2 separate regions of the Sus scrofa genome follow, and region 1 is linked to region 2. A link is a contact called in public Hi-C data. All regions are on one chromosome and are shown on one strand. Each heading gives the region's core, a stretch centred on a gene start, on an enhancer-like site or on the middle of the called end of the contact. The rest is flanking DNA. Distances are from core to core; before and after follow the strand shown. Region 1 holds the start of TADA1 (transcriptional adapter 1). Region 2 holds the start of MPC2 (mitochondrial pyruvate carrier 2).

Region 1 (3,299 bases), core at 507-3,006, 1.1 Mb before region 2:
AAATTACTATATAGCAATATCACAGATTGTTCAACCAAGAAGCACTTTTTAAGAAACATAAGGGGGAAAAAGACAGTGAGAGAATGGAAAAAAACTAATACAGAACAACACTGTACCAGGAACTGTTCCTGGCACAAAGGCATATTTTGATTGCACTGTTAGTAGAGATTTAGTTCAGATGTACCAATTTAGCTTTGGCAACCAATTTGACCAACACCTGACAGCCAGTGTTGGCCTTTAAACACCAAACAGGGAATACTAACTTCAACATTTCTGGCAACCCGGAACCTGTGGATCATAGGTCACCATCACATCTAATCAGTCAATTATACACACAAGCCTGGTCCTTCAGATTTATTGTAGTATGGAACATTCACTTTCAAGTGTTTGTAAGCATCCCAGATATAAAGCAAAGCGAAAAGTCTACGGTGTTTAAGAAATATACATTTTAGAAGTACCGGTTGTGGCTTAGCAGTATGGAACCCAAATAGTTTAACCCAACTAATATCCATGAGGATGTGGGTTCAATCCCTGGCCTCACTCAGTGGGTTAAGAATCCGGCATTACCCTGAAGTGTGGTGCAGGCCAAAGATTCGGCTCAGATCCTGCATTTCTGGGGCTGTGGTGTATGCTGGCAGACGTAGATTCCATCCCTAGGCTAGGAACTTCCATATGCTGGGGTGCGGCCCTAAAAAGACAGAAAAAAATTAAAATAAAATTTGTTTCTTTTACGTTTGAAAATAAAATTTTAATAACAACGTTTAGAAAATTTCCAAACTGGTCCTTGTTTCTCAGGAGGGCTCTTTCTACGACCTGGGCCTTTGCTGTATTACTGATTTTACACTAGACCACTTTAGCCTTTGATCCAATTACCAATTATGTAAACTCGGTCCCCTACTAGAACCAGGGTGAAAGTCTGGCTGGGCACCTCAGGGGTCCTTTGCAACCCTGTGTAAGGTATCAGAGGCAGAAATCAGACGCGAGGGTCCCAATCCTGCTGTGACTTTTGAAGAATTACTTAACCGCTCAAGATCTCAGTCTTCTCATCTATCAAATGGGAATAATAATGAGAATAACATCTCCACCGTGAGGATTAGATGAGATAGTACAATTAGCAATTACCGCGCTGAAAAGGTGCTCAATAAATGTCCGCTACTGCTATGTCACTATAACTGCAAAAGTGTTGGGTGACTATTATTTCTCAAGAGGGTCTGTATGCCTTCCAAAATAGTTGTTCACGCTTTACCGACAGTGCCTGCACAGTAAGCCTCCGCCTCCAGGAAGCCCTCCAGGAGCTGGCCGCCCAGCGTGGTGCCGACTCCGACTCGGGCCAAGGGAGAGCCACACGCCTCCCACACCCTCGCGCACGGCCCGCGACTGCTCAACAGGCCCTTGAGCGTGAAGGCGTGGAGTGAGCTTTTCCTGCCCCACCCAGGGCACAGCCTCGGGTGAAGGCGCCCTCCCGGGTCCCCAGGGAGCCCCGGCCCCTCCAGACGGGTCAGAAGAGGTTGCTCGCCGCCCCGGCCCGGGCCGGAGGAACCTAGAGGGCCCGCCGACCGCAACGCAAGAGCTGCGCAGGCCTCGCGGCCGCGGGGACCCACACCCGGGTGGGTCGGCAGCCCCAAGCCAGGGGAGCACCCGCGCGGAGACTTGGACACTGCGTCCGGAGAGTTCTTACTGTTTCACGTTGTCCCCCAGAGCCTCGCTCAAGTTCTTCTTGGCCGCCTCCAGCTCGCTCACAAAGGTCGCCATTGCTCCCCAAGACTCAGCCCGACCTCGGACCTCTCAGCCACAGACACCAGCAACCGAAAAACCAACTCCGTGAAGGCTTCGGCTCTGGAGGCTCCGTCTGCTCCCGTCTGCCCCGCCCCCAAGCGCGCAGAGGACGTTTGTTTGGTTTTCGGCTCCGCCCGCCTTTCTGAAGAGAAAGTGCTGATCCAAATTCGGTGTTTTCGCGGTTCTCTTCCTCCCGCCCCCTCGAGTCACGTGACCCGCCCTACCTCGCGCTTCCCGCGCCCCACCTAAACCCGCCGGCCGGGCCGGGGCTGCAGCGTCACCTGCAGGGCTGGCGCGTCTCAGTTCTCTCAGTTCTGCTGCTGGGCAAGCTCAGAAATTCGTTTTACCTGGTTTAAATAGCTTCTCCGTCCAGGGCAAAAAGCAAATGCAGTATTGACTTTATTCTTTCTTTGCCTTATTCTTTTTTGCCGATAACTAGTCATCTAATATGCCATTTAAGTGACTTATCTTGTTAATTTTCTCCCTTCAATTAAAACGTGTAAGTTCTTTGAGGCAGGATTTGTTTTATTCACCACTGTCGTTCCCCAGTTCCTAGAGCAATGCCTGGCACATAGTGGGCTCTCCACTGCTGAGAGAATGAAGTCATTATGAAAAACAGGGAAAATACACAGAACGATAAAGGAAAAAGAAAGAAAAAATGTTACCACCCCCAAACTCTTTTAACAGAGAGATTTCCCCCCCTCCCATAATTTATAAGCATACTCTATCTTCAGTTGTGCATCCTGGTAGGGTTTTTGGTTTGTTATTTAATATAATAATATAAATATTTTCCTCTGAGAGTACATTGACTTTATAATCATAATTTTAATAACAGCATGTTAAATACCACACAATAACCGGTTTCCCAATTGTTAGATGGATTATTTCCATTTTTTCTATTAAAAACAATATTTTAATACACTTTATGCATAGTTTTTCCTCATCTAGGGTAATTACTTGAACAAAGTCCCATAAATAGAATTACTGGTTTAAATAATAGGAATTTATGAGCGTCTTGGTGGATATTGTCAAATTTTGTCCCCCAAATTTGAAATAATCCTAAATGACTTTTAAATCTTGTGTGATTTCTCCACAGAGTCTCCTTCAAGCTTCTTCATTCATTAAGCAAGGATACAGTGAGCTCCAGTTATGTGCGTGGCTGTCTTTTGAATTCTAGAAATACAAAGATGAACAAGGCAGGTAAAGTCTTCCTACCTGTGTCGTAAAACCTCAGATGAATTTTGAATTTTTAAAAAGTAATTATCCACTTACACTTGCCATGGCTCCCCAGTGACTACTGAACAAAGTCTAAACTCCCTAACCTGGCTTTCAGATTGGCCTATGATCTGAATCCAGCCTCCTCTCCACTCACACCCAAGCCTGTCCCCATCACCCTTCATAATGCATTCCACATTCTAGTTACTTGACTTTCTATAAAAAAATCACATGACTCAGTCCAGATATATATATGTATGTATGTATATGTGTATATTTGTGTGTGTGTGTGTGTGTATCCTTTCTTA
Region 2 (3,341 bases), core at 312-2,811:
TTTAGTTCCCAGCCAAGTAAGTATTATTACTAACCATTTTATAGACAATGTAACAGAATTCTGGACCTTAAATTGAGTTGGAGGAATTAGGAATCTTCCAGTTTCTTATAGAATTATTTTTTTTCAACCACAAGAACATTGTTTTCCAATAGGTTAAAGAGGGGGCTAGTATTTATGGAGAATTTATAAAGAAACAGACACATATGCTATCTTTAACTCTCACATCGATCAGATTTTACAGAAGTTAAGATAAAAGATTTCGCCCAAGGTCACACCTATAGTAAGCAAGCTGAGCAGAATTAAATCCAGGTCCGTCCGCACAAAAAGGTCTAGGGAGAGCTGGTTTAGTAGTAATTTAATAAATAAGGTTAACTTTAAAAAAACTAGGCCTATGGGACAAGGAATGACACTGACTCAGAAACCCGGGTAACACATCTGCAGGCCTGTCAGCTGGAGTTTGAGGAAGTACGACCTTTACTCTAAATCCGCCGGTGCGGTACGACAGCTCTTCTCCGCGTGGGTCAATATACCACTACTCTTGGAGGAAAAGAGGAAATGAGGTTTCCTAATGGCCCAAGACCCTTTCCTGGCCGCAGAAACGGAGAAGGATGAAACCCAGAGGCCTGGTCCGGGTGTGAATGGTGCCTAAGGGATGAGGTGCAACCAAGGTCGCAAAGGGCGCTTGCTTGAAAACTAGGAGTTGATGAAAGATGCTGGAAAAGAAAACGTGAAATGCAAGAAAGAGTACACGGTTTCACTTAAAGGGAAGGGGATGGGGCTGTGGGTGACGCCTCCAGCGGCAGAGTTGTCAGCGGGCCTCTAAACGTCTCTTAGAGGGACGGGGAGGGAAGGACTCGGTGAGAGCCACTCTGGGTTCATTACCTGCTGGGTGGTTGTACAACGGCCTCAATTTTTCAGGCAGTAGGAGCTCCACTTTATCGAGAACCCGGTGGTAGGTGGCTCGCAGGCCCCGGGCGCCGGCGGCTGACATTTCTGCGGACGAGTGATCGTGGGCAGTCGGAGTGAGGGGAGAGTGGCCGCGTGCTCGTCCCTGGCTGACAATGAAGGGCACCTCGTCACTCTCCCCTGCCTCAACGCCTCTCGCCCTCCTCTTCCTCCGGGTGCCCTTCCCGTAGCTCTGCCTGACCTCTTTCCAACTACCCGCGGGCCCGCACCCAGAGAAGGTGGACGGGGCGGAGACACTGCGATGGCCCGCCCCCAGCCCGCCTACTGGCCTCCCACCGCCTAAGAGGAGGAGGGGTCATGGAAACAGGTGGCAAAAGGATTGCCTCACCGAATCAACCTCGCGTCCTACCTGTAGTGCGCTTGCGCAACTAGAACTGTCCGCGGTGATTGGCCAGCCCCGAGGCGCGGGCGGGGTCCAGAGCAAACCTCCAATTTCTCCTTGCTGCCCTGGAGGCCATGTTGGAGAAGGGAAAGTGAAGCTGCACCGCTTCTGATCCCCTTTCACTTTGGTTAAGGAGGCCCCTAGTTAAAATGGGCTTTTCGGGCCTTCCCGTGCCCCGACTAAAGATGACGCCGCACAATTCTCTTGCTTCCTTTGGAATGAGACTCGTGAGCGAAAAACTTCTGATTTCAACTCCTTCTCCCTCTAGTCCTCATTTATCCAAAAAGCATAAAGGATTTGGCTAGAGTGGTCTGAACCCATTTTTCTAGGGTAAGGGCAGCGTTGGCGCACACCTGCCTCAGTCCCCAAGGTGGTCGTTATCTCGCGAGAAGGCTTGGAAGGGAGGGTGTAGAGAACGAGGAGAGGGAGGAGTCGAGGCCGCTTCCGCCTCCTCGGTCTCCTCCTGTTGGAGGGGGGCCGAGGGAGGGGACTGTTGCTGATCTCTGGATGTTCTGGGTAGTCTGAGAGGGAGAGTATGAGGCGAGCTCTGGCCCGGGTGCGGCCAGGCTTCGGGGGCGAAGGCGCGCGGGTCGATCCTGCCGCCGCCATCTAACTCGCTGCGCCCGCGAGGCTCGGCGCGCGGATGGTGCCGGTGCGGCTGGGGTGTTGAGCCGCGTGTCCCCTCCCCTTCCTCCCCTCCCCCACGCGGTGGTCTCCCCTCCTCCCCCGGCCCGGCAGAGCCATGTCTCGGGGTGGTTCCTGCCCACACCTGTTGTGGGACGTGAGGAAAAGGTCTCTCGGGCTGGAGGACCCCTCCCGGCTGCGGAGCCGCTACCTGGGTGAGCAGGGGCCCCGGGGCGGAGGCGCTGAGGTCGCCGCCCAGAGGTGGGGGAGGGGGCCGCGCCGCGGGGGCTGTTGGAGGTGGGATAGCGCCTGGTAGGGGTCCCCCGGAGACTCAGGGATGCTGGGTGGACCTCGGCCGTCGGATTCTGCGCCCGTGTCCTCCCACGGCCAAGCCTCCCCTTTGCATGCTGCCAGCCGCCGCCCTTGCTGGGTTTTCCTCGGGGGGTCGGACCGGGGGCAGACAGTAGTGGCTAAGGTTGGTGTTAGGGTGGCTTCTGGAGTGGGACTCGGGAGAAGACTTGTCGAACCTCCCGGTGCTGCAGCGTTTAGAGCAAAAGTTGGCGCTTTAGCTCTTCTCCAGCGCTGTCCTCGCTCCGCCGAAGGACCTAAGTTTGTGTTGACCGCCGCTCCCCTACAGTCTCGGGAGGGCTTAGGTGTCGCCAGTGATGCGTTGACCACCCTCGGGGACTTTACGCTCCAAACAGACTCTATGTAAACTGTCCTGCGGCTCCGAGCCAAACCTAAAAGTGATAGCTGAGCTCTCCCCACCCCCGCGCGCATTCCCAGTTGGACTCTGGTGTTCAGTCGTTTTGACCGCTTTAAGGAGGTGTAGGATTTCACGTTCCCATTCCCCCCCTGTGAAACACACTTGGCATTTACTGTTTCTTAGTTAAGCTTTCTAAAAACAACCTTGATACTTGAGGGAACAGTATTACACTTTTTTTTCGTTTTGGGGAAAGTGGATTTGTGAGGATTCTGGGTCACGCCTGAGCTAAAAGTGGACGGATTTAGTAATTTATTTTATTTCTTCCTCTGCAAATCTTTTCATTACTCTTTTAATTTTTCTTTGAATTTGAAAATGACAGCATTAATTTTTTTCCAATTCTGTCGCTTTTTGCTAGGTATTTTTTGATGTTATTTGGTTTTGCCTTAGAATCAAAAGAAAATGACATCTCATTACGCCTAACAGTTCTGGTTTGTGAATTATTTGAGAAAAGTTAGCAAGCATTTTTTTCCCTTGCTCTTGTTTTTTGGTGTCTCAAGTGACATGAATATGTTCTCCTTGTAAAAACTTAGTAAGAATGAAGCAAAAATCCTTATTATTCCTCCCATTCCAATTTCACACACACACACCCCCTTAGAGAAGTAA

The links. A called contact is a pair of places that touch in the nucleus more often than the background predicts.
Region 1: a Hi-C map of liver shows a contact between it and region 2, with 8 times the contacts expected there. The contact joins the promoter of TADA1 here to the promoter of MPC2 in region 2. A contact is called at or near these places in 2 of 47 Hi-C or Micro-C datasets (liver and skeletal muscle).

The regions. Positions count from the first base shown.
Region 1 is chr4:84,173,123-84,176,421 of Sscrofa11.1, reverse strand. It overlaps TADA1 (transcriptional adapter 1), which reads right to left and starts at 1,756. Exons shown (of 8, transcript XM_005663143.3): 1 at 1,679-1,756. It overlaps LOC106510106 (a long non-coding RNA gene), which reads left to right and starts at 2,115. Exons shown (of 3, transcript XR_002343364.1): 1 at 2,115-2,275; 2 at 2,873-2,976.
Region 2 is chr4:83,068,134-83,071,474 of Sscrofa11.1, reverse strand. It overlaps MPC2 (mitochondrial pyruvate carrier 2), which reads right to left and starts at 1,561. Exons shown (of 6, transcript XM_003355070.4): 1 at 1,316-1,561; 2 at 883-993. The coding sequence starts at 991. It overlaps DCAF6 (DDB1- and CUL4-associated factor 6), which reads left to right and starts at 1,757. Exons shown (of 19, transcript XM_021089469.1): 1 at 1,757-2,187. The coding sequence starts at 2,091. MIR9810 (microRNA 9810) reads right to left here and starts at 1,112; the gene lies at 1,018-1,112.